2 separate regions of the Mus musculus genome follow, and region 1 is linked to region 2. A link is a contact called in public Hi-C data. All regions are on one chromosome and are shown on one strand. The core of a region is the stretch at or near the end of the contact, and the rest is flanking DNA. Distances in the headings are between cores, read along the strand shown.

Region 1 (7,049 bases), core at 1,576-4,075, 200 kb before region 2:
TCCTGATTACTTCAGGTCACAAGGGGAGCAGGAGGGTGTAACTCCTGTGACCACATCACCTCAGGGAAGATGAGTGGCAGGGCCAGATCTCCCATGCCCTGGCCACCAGGGGCAGCTCGCCTGTCCTACCCAGGCAAGGTACAGGGCCCATTCTCCTGAGTACTGCATGCAGCTGTTGAGAGCCAGGGCCCATTCTTCACTCTTATGACCCTGGGGCCAGCTCTCCTGACTGTCACAGGTGTCATGGGGTAAGGAGTGCTTTTCACAACTTTTAAGAGTTCTCCTCAATGGCTTTCTGTCTAGGCTGTTACTTTTTTGGGGGGAGTAAGAAGGTATGGGGAGATAGGGGTTGTCAAATAAGCCTATTTCCCTCTTTCTCAGCTGTGAGTCTGTGGTCATCAATACCACAGCAAAAGTAGCTTCCTTGTCCTTTACAGTCAGAAGGGGCACAGAGCATGGACTTCCACATGGTTGGTCTCTGGTATCAGCATGTGTCACAGACTTCAGCATGGTCTCTGGTGGCAGTACAGACTGCCACGGACATCATCATGACCCTCTGCCACAGGATGTGTGATGATCACCATCCTAGCTCTTGGTGGCAACATAGGCTACAGACATCAACATGACTCCTGGCTGCAGGAGGACCACAGACCCAGACATAGCCCTTGCTAGCAGCGTGGACCCTGAACATCAACATGACTTCAGGCAGCAGCAGACTATACACATGGCCTTTGTGGTACTTCACTCCACAGACGTCAACATGGCTCCTGGCTGCTGTAGGACCTGGGACATCCAAATGAACCTTGGGCTTCAACACTATGTGGGCAGTGGACCACAGATCACAAAGTGACTTCCAGGGGCAGAATGGATCATAGAGGTCTTTTGAGGAAGTCAAATCCAGAAAATGAACCATTTTTCATCTTGGCTATCTGGTCATTGCTCAGAACCAGGGCGATTGTACAGTGGGGGCACCATATTTGAGGTCTGAGTCTATGCAAGCTCCAGGCTGCACATCACTCTGTCTGCCCTACTCAGCGACATGCTCTCCTGTCCACTGCAGCCATCTCTCACACCTGTCATTGCTGTCATGTCTCTACCTCCATCTCTCTCCACTGAGTAGACACCACTCATTTCCTCTAGCTCTTTCATCTTTCCATCACATACTCATTTGTTGAAATGCCATCAGAAACTGCAGTCTCTCTCTCTCTCTCTCTCTATATATATATATATATATATGTATATATATATATATATATATATACCCTCAAGCAGATTTACATGCAAATATTCATTGCAATAAACTGCTGGGCTGGTTCAAGGTTTCTGGTTTCTGAAGCACCATAAATACATAACCATTACTGAACCTAGGCTCACATACCCTGCTGTTGCATAGAGTCAGGCTGATGCTGTTGCTAGGCAGGGCATCTGGGGATAAGCAAATTTTAAATAAATGACTACAAATTTGAGAGATAGGAAGTACTTTGTGAATATTGTCTTTAAAAGAGATCATGTGACTCTTCCTGGGTTTACCTGGTTTTCATCTCCACTGGGCCATTCTACTGGGACATGGTCTCTTCAGAGGACCAAGCATTAAATAACAATAAAGGTGCTGAGCCTTAGAGATTGCTTGTTAGATGGGATGCGTCTGGATGCAGCTGAGTGTGTTATACACAGAAGTCAGGAAACATAAAAGATCAAATACAAATCAGGATGTCTAATGAACAAAAACCTGTCTTCAGACATACAGCGAGGAGCAGGTCAAAGGGGAATGGGGTTAACATACCCAGGACAAGGCAAGAGGAGGAAGAGCTGCATGCTTGGAAATGTGTAATTCGGTATGAGAGTAGTGTCTAATTCTGTATAAGGATAATGGTTTAGACACAGTTTCAAAGCAACACGGGTCCCAGCTCCTTCGACTCCTGGGCATCACACTTTGTGACTCCTTAACTTTATTCTATGGACCAGGCACAAGGCCTTTGACAGAGAGAGGCAATCCAACACACACCGGACCTGCTGAGCACATGGGCAGGGGACCGACGATGCGTGTACCTTGTCCTTCAGTTATGATAAGCCTTAAGGTATAGCAGGGAGCAGCCAGCCAGACCTGAGGGGAAACCACGTGGCTAAGCAACTTGACCCTGGAAGCTCCCCGTCTTTTTCTAGGCTAAAAGCTGAGGAGCTTTGAGTTGTGAGGAAAAGACCCACAGATCTGTAACTCCAATACCTAGGAATTCGACTGTTTTCCCCACACCTCTCTTCTCACTTCCACGTTCTAGGCTTTCACTGTTTCCCAAGCCAATAGCGTTCACCGTAGCAGTAATTTTGACTCAGGGTGGTGCTAGGGTTGGTGTAGGGCTTGACCCCAACCCTCAAGTGTGGGCTTTGACTGATGGGGGGGACTTTTCTGCCCTGGTCGCCATCACACGGCTTCCAGACAGGTCTCTTGGGTGGATGCTTCCTATGTAGCAGAGAGTGCTTCAAAGGGAGACACAATAAATTATGCCGGGGGCTCCCAACCCCAGCTGCCAAGGGCAGAGTCACAAGCCGCAGGCCTTGTTCTTTTAGAAGAATTCTGAGTCTCCCGGGTAAGGTTTCCTGTAAGTGTGGGTGTTCAGATGGCTTGTTTTGGTGATGTTTTTTGATACATGCAACTACTTCCAGAGGCTCAGAAATGACAGAGCCCTGCCAGCAAATCTTCACACTCGAGTAAATAATAGCACAAACGACTCCCGCAGCCCAGCAGTCGTTCTTTATGCTTGCATTCTCCAACGCCCTTTCCTCAGTCTCCAGTTCCAAGCTTGTTGAAGTTTCAGCAGGGAGGCGCTAGGCACAAAAATGTTCCAGAGTCGGCTTGGCTGAGGGCGACCCGCCCATGCAAGGACAGGGAATTCCAAGATAAACAGGCCGCGTTATCGCTCCAGACTTTGTTGGCACAGGGTACGGGTTTCCAGCCCCAGAACATATTTTGTGTGGATAATGGACAAGCAGTTACTGCGTAAACACATGAGGAGCTTGCAGGTGTTGTGTTCCTCGGTGTTTGCCAACCAGATGTTCTTCTGTGGGGCTTGCCTTTTGGCCCCCTCTGTGCCTGGAGCTGAAGCGAAATGTCACTCTTTTTCTCTCTGTCGGCGAAATAAAGCAATGTTCTTATGGGAGATGCCCCAAAATAAGAATAAGCTCTAGTTTTCTCCTGCAAATGATTCATGTGTTTGTGTGTGTTGTCTTTCCTTCTCTAGTCTCTCTCTCTCTCTCTCTCTCTCTTCCCTCCCTCCCCCCTCCCTCCCTCCCTCCCTCCCTTCCTCCCTCCCTCCTTCCCTCCCTCCCTTCCTCCCTCCCTCCTTCCCTCCCTCCCTCTTTCCTCCCCCCTCCCTCCCCCCCTTCCTCCCTTCATTTTTTCTCTCATGACACTTAGGGCAAGATGCTCCTATTAAATTAAGCATGTACATCTTCCCCATCTTCCCTTTTGTGAAGGAACCACTCTAGACTCCTTGGAAAGTTTCAGAGGTGACTTTAGATCTCCTGTGCTTTGGATTGGCTTAAGATGCAGCAGGTGTCCCACACAAGGTTTTAAAACAGGGTCAAAGGGTGAGCGCATGAGAGCCATGTCTGGTCAGCAAGTTTTCTCTCTTTGTGGCTAAGCCCGAGATACATCAGGGATCAGTCAGGAGAAGGCTGTGTGCCTTACAGTGCCGGGAAGGCTGAAGGAGGCAGAGTCACGAATGGACTTGCTCTTAGAAACTGAAATGTCATCAGAAACGACTGTGAAGTTCTCTCTCATGTGTCATTAACCTAGAAAGGTTCAATCTGGCTTTCATGGAAGGAGGCTTGGCCTGAGCTCTGGCTCAGAGCAGAGGCTCATGAAAACCGGTTGCAATTAAACCTCAAAAGTCCCTCAGGTAACATAAAGTGGGCCTCACTCCTCTACTCTACCTTCCACACTGAGTTAGCCTTGGGCAACTGGGCCTCAGCAGCTGGGTCTTCAGGTTCATCCTTGTCACTATGATCAGGACAAGGCAGCTGCAGCTGCCCTGGCTCTCGGCTTCTTCTTCAACTGACTACACAAGGAGGCAACCTCCAAGCCTCCAAGAGGTTAAAGGTTGATCATGGAAAATACAAAAAAAGTGGGGGTAGGGTTGGAGTGTGGAAGAGATCAAGCTGTACACTCAATTATGTAGTACTTGGAAAAGCACTTGAGGGTTAAGACCTTATTTGTTATTTTATTTGATCCTGGCTAACAACACCTTTTGTGATTATAAATTGCCATGGTTTCTAAAATACTTCCAAGAGCAAAATGTAGGAGGCAGGGAAATTAAGCTCTCTTTGCTGGTAAGTTCTGTGGGTCATATTGAGTTTATGTAACTGACCCAGTCATTTGCCAATCAGTTGCAAAGACAATCTGACTTGAAACTTTTAAGACCAATTCCAAAGCAGTTCCCAGAAACTCAAGGGGTTAATGGACTAGGAGGCACTGTTGATGTTTTATGGATAAGATTACCAAACATGGATTAATTAACTAACTGCAGTATTTTGGAGTGGAATGTGTCAAATTTTGTGAAGTCCATTATTTTGCATGCAAGACAATGGTGGACCATCACACACCGGAGGTGCACTTGAATTTCCCATCTATTGATGGTGGCACCTCTCACTGCCTAGTGATTCCCTTTGGAAGAAATTTATCTGTTCTCCTTCTCAAAGAGAGTTGTATGAACAGGCTTCAAAGGTTGACTCTAGATTGGCATGGAAGAGGATGCTCCTGGAATTAGTTCTGACACATGCAGAAGGATACCTATTATTCATCAGTGTTCATAGGGGCATGGGTATCAGTTACAGGAGATGTACCAGCTCTGGTGGGAAGATGTGGTGTGTGTCGGAGAAAGTGCAGAGGCAGCTCTCATGGGCATTCTGTTGTTTAGGGCTGGGCTCCTGCTCCCCAGAGTACCCTGTAGTATGCATTTATTCATGCTACATCCTTACATGCTATTTGTTCTCACAACTTCCCTGAAAGCTCTTGCACAACTGTTTTTGTTACAGTTATCAATTAACTGTATCAGGGGTATCACACAGCCTCAGACATTGAGCTTGCTTTCATTTTCATTTTATTTTATTTCGAGAGGCCGGTGAATATGTGCATGAAGGTATAAGACCTATGCCTGGTGTTGCTCCACCCCAGGGGGAAACACCATCCATCCACTCATAGCTCGGCTCAACCTGGACTGTTATGGTTTTTCATTTTCCAAGCAGAGTGAGACAGCTGTTTGTTGTATACAGGCTTGCAGTTGTGTGTTTTGTTTACATTTTTTTTCTAGGCCTGGTTTGATAAAGGCACTCCCATTGTTCAGTGAATGGAGTCTGGACTCCTTGGCAGAGCTGCCCAGATTGTCCTGTGGGTGCCTTGCTTTGTAGTAAGGTGTTCAGGTGTCTTCCCAAGCACATTGTTCTCACATGCACATATCAACACCTCCTGCCTGAGTCCTCCTGCACCCCTGGTCCTCTGCAGGGCATCCTTTCACGTCAGCAAGAGACACCTTTGATTTTCTTTGTCCTGCCAGCTACAACTCCTACTTGATAGACCAATAAAATTGCTAATATCCCCTTAAAAATTAAATCCCTTACCCCTGCGCACCCCTGGAAAATTTTATAGCATTTTGATGATATAAAAATTATCATGGTGGCCTCATTTAATTGAAATTACCGAAAGCACCTACATGGTGAGTTTTAAGGTCAAAGGCTGGATTCTAAATATTTTGGTGTTCTCAGAATCTAGGAAAATACTTAGTATAGATCAAATGATTAAATACTCATTGGATCCGCAACTCGGAGAGAAATGGAAGTGGGATGACTATCACACGTTGCTTTATTTTTGGAAAAATGTGAGATGGCTTATGAACAGTTCAAAATCAGTAGATATTTGTAGTCGATCCAAGGATGCTCTCCCAGATGGCTGCCTGCCTGGTTCAATACCTCACATATACTAGAGACTCAGTAAAGTTTTGTTTGAATCATAGACATGCTTGAACAAAGGCTCTCATTGTCTCTGCCAAAGGTGTGGGTGGATCTTGAACTCACTTAGCTATGGTAGGCATCTTCGCTGACATACCTTGCCCCACACATTCCTTTTCTTTGTCCCTTCTAATCTTAAGAACTAGGGATGCTCTTCCATACCTCTATATTATAAAGTTATGGTTCAGGGAAGCCTGAAATCGTTGTCAAACATGGGACCACACAACGACTTACTGGCTATTTTTAAGCTTGACCTATCTTCCTTGGGTTTCTGGCATCAAAGATCATTAAAAATAGATAGCATTTTAGAACATTTAAAACACCTGATTATACTGAACCATCACCACTGGTTTTATTTTCTCTTCCTGTGGTTCTCTGAGGTTGAGCAGAGAAACCTCAAGGTCACTTTCAATATCAAGCTGTCTTTCAGCCCAGGGCCCACGCTCCCTATTTGTAGGTTATTTGATTCTTTTACTCCCGTAGAGAGCAAGCCTCCTGCCATTTCCTTGACAAAGATGGCTTGTAAACTTGTACCTTATACTCAAGATAGAGGAGAGTAATAGAACCTCAAGTGGGGTAGACTATTCTGCAAGACAGTTGACCCACTAATGAAGCAGTTTGTGACTGAAGCCTCTTTACACTGCTATTTCACTATTAAGTGATCACGGGGGTGGGGGGGGTGGGGGGCAGGGCAGGAGCCTGTCCTCAGACCCTAATATTGTCTGCCTCTCCTAATGCGCCTGGGAGCAGAATGAACATCCTTGCTCATCCCAGCATCGATGCGCTCAAACCCTGCACCTTATTTCCTATTGCCTCGCCCTCTTTGATTTCTGGCTGCTCACATTGCCGTCAACAGTGGCTATCCTTTCTAGACAGGAAGTCTTTGAGGCAGACGTTTGTCTTTTTCTCTTCTCCGCCCCAAGGCTCACTATAACGTGCAGTACATGTCTGTTGAATAAATACAGCCTTTCTCAAAAGGATAACAGATTCCCCGAATGCTAGCAGTGCCAATCATCGGAGCACGTTGCTTTTTTTTATTCTGCCTAAGT
Region 2 (7,304 bases), core at 2,252-4,751:
GAGCAAGTATCCTTCTTTCTTTTCCATCCCTTAATTAAGTGTATTATCTCTCTGTCTCTGTCTCTCCCTGTCTCTGTTTCTCTGTCTGTATGTCTGTCCTCCCTTTATATATAATAATACATAGAAGAGGTGTTGCAAATGGCTATGGACTTTTGTCATCAGCCTGGAAAGGTCCATCTGACACTCTGTTTGCAAAAGCCAAGGTACAGAATCAGCCTAGGTGTCTAACAACAATTGGTTGGAGAAAGAAAGCAGTGTGTTTGTGTACTCATGTGCACCTGTGACCCACCCTGTGAATGTGTGAATACACACACACACACGTGCACACACACTGCTGGATTATGCAAACATGAAGAACATAAGCTTGTCATTCATAGCTAAATGACAGGAACTGGAGGGCATGGAGTGAAATTAGCAGCCACAGCAAAAGGTGGCCCGCCTGTTCTTCTTCATATGCAGAAGCTAGAAATGTCAACGTGAAAGCAGAAGTGTCGTAGTTTTCACTACAATTTGAGGAGGGTGGAGACGATGGGAAAGGGTGGTATAGAAATATATCACATTACCACTAGTATGGTTAATAAACACTAATAAGTTAAAAACTGAATCAAATAAAAAGAAGTGAAAATCAACACACCTGAGGACTATACTCAAGAGGGACAAGCATGTGCCTTCAACACACCTGAGGACTATATTCAAGAGGGACAAGCATGTGCCTTCAACACACCTGAGGACTATACTCCAGAGGGACAAGCATGTGCCTTCAACACACCTGAGGACTATACTCCAGAGGGACAAGCATGTGCCTTCAACACGCCTGAGGACTATACTCAAGAGGGACAAGCATGTGCCTTCAACACACCTGAGGACTATACTCAAGAGGGACAAGCCTGTGCTCAGGAGAGGTGAGTATTGAGAAGCATTAACGTGGAGATGGACCTGAATCCCCCTGGCAGGCAGACAGAGCTGGATTTCCATAGACAAAAAAGGTATGATGAGGAGGCTCCATGACAGCACATAAAAGGGGGAGTTGTCAAGGGAGAAAAGCTGAGTTCATTTAGCCTGACAATTATTAGCAATTTACAGCAGTAGGTATGATTATTAGTGAGTGAAAATTCATGAGATAAACAGTTCTTTCAAAGCCCTGGGAGCAGGCAGGAGGATTTTGTCCCCTTCTGCTCGGTGACTGACATTAGACATTCAAGACACTCTCCTCGCGTTCATTATGTGGGGCTGAACAGAATCAGGCAATCCTAACCTGCTGTGCTCTGCTGCTAATCTATTCCAACACCAGCGGAATATTAATGGCAGGGGAGCACAACACTTTCCATGACCTCTGCTATTTTGTGCTGTGATGAGACCAAGCACAGTTCTGCACTTAATTACTTAGCGTTGGACTTCGGCAGGAAAGAATTCAATTTTGCAATAACAAACTTTTGGGTAATTGCACACATAATCAGAGCACATTTGGTCCACTCATTGGCTATCCTGAGGGTCAGGCATCATTTCTCTCCCCTTTTCAAGGAATGCCATACTTTTAAGGCCACTGTCTATATAGCCTTAATTAGCAACATGAACAAATAAACTGCATGTTAGACAGCTTCCTCCCTCCCTCCCTCCCTCCCTCCCTCCCTCCCTTCCTTTCTTTTTTCTATTTTTTTACTTTAAGATGTGCCATCCTTTTGCATTTTGTATTAAGGTCACATAGGTTATGGTGTTTTTCTTTTCTTCTTCTTTCTTTTCTTTTGTTCAACTGTACTTGGAATCTAGGCAGGGTTTTCCCTGGATATTTTTCTTGGCCAAATTCCTCACATAAAATTTGCATTATTCTAAAAGCTGGTGCGTTTTCTTTTTGTCCAAAAGAAAAATTATAAAATTGTGCTGTTCTACAAAGCCAAGGACATAATAAGGTCCCGGAGGACCAGGGACAGTTTCTCCTTGACCCTAGATTATAGGACTATAATAATGTTGCCGTTAGCCATAGAGAAAGCAGCTGGTTCCTTATCGGTATTTATATAGTAAGGAAAATGAAGACAGAAATTCCCCACTGCAGATGTTGGTGTAAGCTGCTCGCTTGTCTAAGTTACAAGATTAGTTTTAGCAATTACATTTGGTATCCAATAATCTGAGAATCGGTTCTTCTTTGTGTTTCCTGATATTCACCATTCTCTCCTACCCTGGACAAAGAGAGCTGTGTACATCACAGAGGTCAGGAAGCATACCTAGGCTTTCTCAGTCCCCAGGAAATTATCTCCTTTTCTGTACCCACTTCAGTGCAGCAGTCTGACTTCTCCCTGATGCAGGGGATGCTTCCCTCAAAGAAAATGCTCTGCATCTAAAATTCTTATCTGAAAACTGAAAAAGAGCCTTGACTTTGTTGGTTTTCTAGAAGAACAGTCTGGAGTTCTGTGCGGGATGCACCCCAGTGTCGGAGCCTAGAGGGGTAGGCTGGAGTTGTACAGGTTTTCTTGGGTTGTACCTTCCTGATGGTATACCTGCTCATCTCCAGGTGCTCTTTAAATCTTGGGTCATTCAAGAGGCTGCCAAAACAATTGTATTCATGATCACAACGATGGAAGGTTGGTACCTGGCATGTTTACAACCTCTTACCTTTGCATAAAGTGCACACAGCTTGCTGGGGTTTGCAGCTCAGAGATAGAGTTGTTTGTTCCTGTGAGTGAGCTGTTGGTTAATACCCTCCAAGAGATGGTTAGGGGAGAGACAAAATGAGATGTATCTATGTGGGAAAACACAGCTTGTCACTAGATCACCTTCAGCTATTAGTTATTTAGTTTCAAGAGTTATTCATCTAAATTCCTGTAATTAATACACCCACTTCAAACCCACCCACTTCTACTGGCTAGTGTGTTCAAGAAGGTAAAGTGTGTGCAGCTGGCTAGCTTCTCCCCCATTGCCATTGTCTGTATTGTCAGGAAAGAAAGACAACACACAGGAATGCTTATGAATAATTCAAGTCCTGGAGAGAAGGCCATTCCATGACCCAACACAAACCTTCGCATCAATCGGCATTGTTAAAATTAATCCTGCGAAAGCCAACCTCCTCCTTCAGATGTGAGAATATAAGGCCATTCTGATTTGCAAGCAAAGAGGTCCTCACATAAGAAAATCAATTTAAACCCAGAGTGACATTTCGGGTTTGATTCAGTCAGCATTGTCTGGCTTGCATTATTTAATAGGCTGCGTCTACAATGACCTCTGAAGAGTTAAAACTCACGAACAGGGGAGCTGAGTGCTATCTATTATAATTTTGACTTTAATGATTAGAAACACGGGATACATTCCTCTGGAATGTCAGCTCTGAGTGGTTTCCATTGCAGCTCATCTATTAGGAAGGAGCATGACCCCAAAGATTTTTCTGACCTCATTTGGGTCTTGTGACTCATTTGGTCAAGCGTTTCAAAACTGAAATTCAGGAGAAGCTCTAGAGAACATTCTGACTGGCCCTGGTGGAAAGCGACACCCTAGCTGGGCATGCCAGAGTAGTGCCCTTCATAGGCCACAAGCTAAAATGCCTCAGAGGCAGCACAAACTGTTTTATGCAGAAAGTCTTTCTAGATGAAAATGCTACGGATTGTGCAACAGAGAAAACATGCTTGACGAATGTCCTGCTTGCTCAAGGTGACTCTGACATCAATCTCACTGATACAAAAGTGAAGGATCTTGTGGTCATTGGGAAGATTCAAGATTCAAATATATTTTGGGGGATTCAACTTAATCTGTGCTATGTGAGGGGCTACATAAGTTTCTCCCCTAAGCTATACTTGATTGATTATATCACCTGTGCATCTATTTAAGACAGTACCATTTCACATGCCTCCAATTTTTAAAAATTTTTAATAGAAAATGAAATTCCTACATATGATACAAACTTGAGTTGGAACAGCTAAGAACAACTTAGGTCAGGGTTTGGCAGTCATAGGCCAGAGCCAGCCTGCTTTCTAGTTCCAGTAAATAAGGCTTTGTTGGAACATACCCTGACAGGGTCATTTTCAGATATTGTTGAAAGAATTAATTTTTAGTTTTCAGCACGTGTATCTGTGTTTATCTGTGTGTTTGTGCCTGAGTGTAATGCCTGCAGTGGCCAGAAGAGGGTGTTAGCTCTTTATGAACTGTAGTTATGTGTGGTTGTGAGCCCTCTAGCATGGGTTCTGGGAAATGAAGTGTGGTCCTCTACAAGAGCAGTGTAAGTTCTTAACTAATGAGACAAAGGTCCAGACCCTCATCAGTTCCTGTTGCTATTTGCAGAACACAGTAGTGGGATTAAGTGGCTATAACCAAGATCTGTCTCCATTCCTGAAAGGCTAGGAATATTTACTCATTTTCTTTTTGTGTACAATTCCTTTCTTGAGGAAGCCTAGAGTGCACAGTGTAAGTGGCAGGGTTTATAGAAACCTGCTGAAAGCACAGGATGCTTAGGACTGAACTATTGGAGCACTAGCTTGGAAAGCTGATGAGATTGTTGGGGAAAATGCAAATACCCATTCCTTGTACTCTGGCAAAGGAAAGAGTCAGAGCTGGAGTTTGATGACATTACTCCTAGAAACTTGTCCAAGTTCAAGAGATGGACGCACTGAGATAACAACAATTCTTCAGATAGCCACGTGGTCTCACTATGGCTAGTCTAGTGTTTAGGCTTTAAAAATAATAAAGCCAGCTAGTAATTATTGTCTTCTGTTTGTGTGCCAAAAGGCAAGATCAGGCAACTGTTCTCTGAAGATCAATTGTCTTCACATTTTACACTTAGTTTGCTGGACGTGAGAAACGGGCAGCAGGCTGGATTTGGCATGTGGAACATAGCTTGCCAATGTCTGGATCAGATGAAAGTCATGTTAGGCTTCTTGTTCTGTTGTTTAGCTTCTGTGTTCCATAGCCCTCCAAGTTGCCAAGTGCTAACTTGGTCTAATCTACTGGGAGACTTAGGAGGAACTGGCAGCATTGACTTTCCAGTAAAGAAAAGATAAAATGGTTTTCCACAGTACCCACAGTGGAGTATCAACCATCCAGCCCAGGGCTGGGCACAGATATGCACTTAGCATGTAACTGAAAGAATGATATCATGAGGCTGCCCTGACTTGTGATATCATACTTTCAGGACACCTGGACAGACAGCTGGTTCCCTCTGCAATGCTTCTACCCATGTATCTCTGACTCTAATGAATACTTGAGAATCCATTTAGTAAATATGTGAAATGGACACATTTATTGCAGGACGCTATGTTTATTTTGTATAATTATTGAAAATGTGTGAGGTGTCCTGGCATAACTGGCTTGGGGTGTGGTCAGGTTTTAATCCCACCTTGTCCAAAATTTGAACTTTTTAAAATTGAGAAATAATTTAAAATATAAGAAACACAACATCAGCTAAGTTTCCCATGCTCATCTCTTGTGTTATCTTCTGTCTTCTCAGCCTTGGTCTTTCTTTTGGTACTTTTAGACGATTATCAAATAAATTGGCAATTGGGTGAAAATCTCTCTCCCCCTCCCCAATCCCAGTCATTATCTTTGGTTTCAGTCTTTGAGTAGACAGGTTTACGTAGGGCTTCCGTTGTTTCCACCTCTGTTGTGTACCTTGGTTCCAGCTGACATTCATAGCCAGCCCCAACTGCCATGAACCCTACCCCCATCATGTAGATAGTACGCAATGATCCCATGTTTCCACGATAAGTCCTTCTGGCTCCAAACTTCTTGGGCAGTCTCCATCAGGGGCATCCTTCAGCCACACCAGGACTCTTGTGCTTGCTTCTGCATTCTATTCTGAGTCTTTCAAGGCCTTCCATTCCTCCATGTTCAGTCCACTTCTTTCTTTATTTCTCTCAACATCTAGCATTTCACTGAAAGTTCTATGCTTTTAAAGGGCTATGAAACTTCTGTTTTTCCACCATGTTTATATTAGGATTCTTCAATCAGCAACTTTTAGGATTTCTGGCTCATGACACAACAAAAAACAGGACACAGCAGAGGAATGGTTTTCATTATTGATGGTAAGTGGTCAAACCCAAAGTTTCATGACTGCCAGGTAAGCATTCTACACTGAATTACACCCTAGTCCAAAGAAACAAGTTTTGAAGATTTTCAATTGAAAAGAAAAATCATGTGCTTTGTAAAACTTATTTTACGTTCCTCATTTTATCCAAGAGTATAAATGATACTACAACTTAGACATTTCAAGATCTGTCTAGATAAAACTAGCAATATTGAATTCTCTACAAATTTTTCATGTAAAATCTGGCTTGTATAATTGCTGTTTTTTCTCCAGAAATAGCCACTTAAATCAAATTTACCATTTATTTTGGAGCATCTGAATTAAATGATGGAGGCTGTATTGGAAAACAATACAATGGAAATCTGTTGCCGAGCATCAGGGTCCTATTTTGTTGCTAATATAACAGCAGTGTGTCGTTTGGTATAATCACAACAGATGAAATGACTATTTTTTTGAGGAATAAAATAAGATCCTGAAGTCTAAGATTGCAAACAAAGAAAACAAAAAATATGCATATATGGAGATGGAACAGAGTGGGGAGAGACCTGTTTGCGTTATTAACATTGGAACCTATGGTTCTTGTATGGATGACAGTATTGTTTACACATGTGTGTGCGTGCTTTGAACATCTATATTGGATGTCTTTTTCAGTCATTCTCCATCTTAATTTTTGAGACAGGCTCTCACAGTGAACTTGAAGCTCACAGAACAACAAACCTAGATGGTCAGTGAGACCCAAGTGTCTTCCTGCCTCAGCTTCCTGAGCACAAGGACTCGAATGCAAACCACCACCTCTGCCGTTTAAAACTGTGGGTGCTGGGAACCTGGGCTCAGGCCCTCAAGCTTATGCAATGGTCATTCTTCTGACCGAGTCAAGTTCCTAGCCCTTAGCAGTTTTAGCTTGGAAGAATAATCACATATATAGGTTTTGCTGTTCATAAAAATAATAATTACATTTTTGTTAAGTAAAGGAAGAACTGTGTCAAAAATAGAAAAATGCTTTTAAATAATGATTTTTTTTCCCTTTGATTCTATTACAATTATAGAAACTTACTTAAAATGAATGTTTGATTGCCTTATTCATCAACCCCCATATTGTATTTCAATAAACCTTTTAACTTAAAAAGGAATTTTAGTAATTTAATAGGGAAAATTTTGGCTTTTATTTTAAATTATTTCATGACAAAAACTTTGAGATTAATTTTAATATTCATAATAAAAGATTGCCTAACTCAATTCCAATATCCTTTGGGGGCCAGGTTGAAAAATACATAGCATTTTTTAAATATAAAAGGCCAATGAA

The links. Hi-C and Micro-C count contacts between places; a contact is called where the count stands out from the background.
Region 1: a contact with region 2 is called in a Hi-C map of muscle stem cells, with 1.5 times the contacts expected there. The contact joins two enhancer-like sites. A contact is called at or near these places in 2 of 484 Hi-C or Micro-C datasets (embryonic stem cells and muscle stem cells).

The regions. Positions count from the first base shown.
Region 1 is chr7:73,032,832-73,039,880 of GRCm38.p6, reverse strand. No RefSeq gene overlaps it. Among named protein-coding and RNA genes, the nearest start is that of Gm6567, 66 kb to the left of the region's middle. Within about 2 kb of position 2,825, at least 32 of the 459 cell types and tissues checked have an H3K27ac peak or open chromatin away from gene starts, as enhancers often do. A contact at or near this core is called in muscle stem cells, where this site is marked.
Region 2 is chr7:72,832,413-72,839,716 of GRCm38.p6, reverse strand. No RefSeq gene overlaps it. Among named protein-coding and RNA genes, the nearest start is that of Gm36865, 9.4 kb to the right of the region's middle. Within about 2 kb of position 3,501, at least 2 of the 459 cell types and tissues checked have an H3K27ac peak or open chromatin away from gene starts, as enhancers often do. A contact at or near this core is called in muscle stem cells, where this site is marked.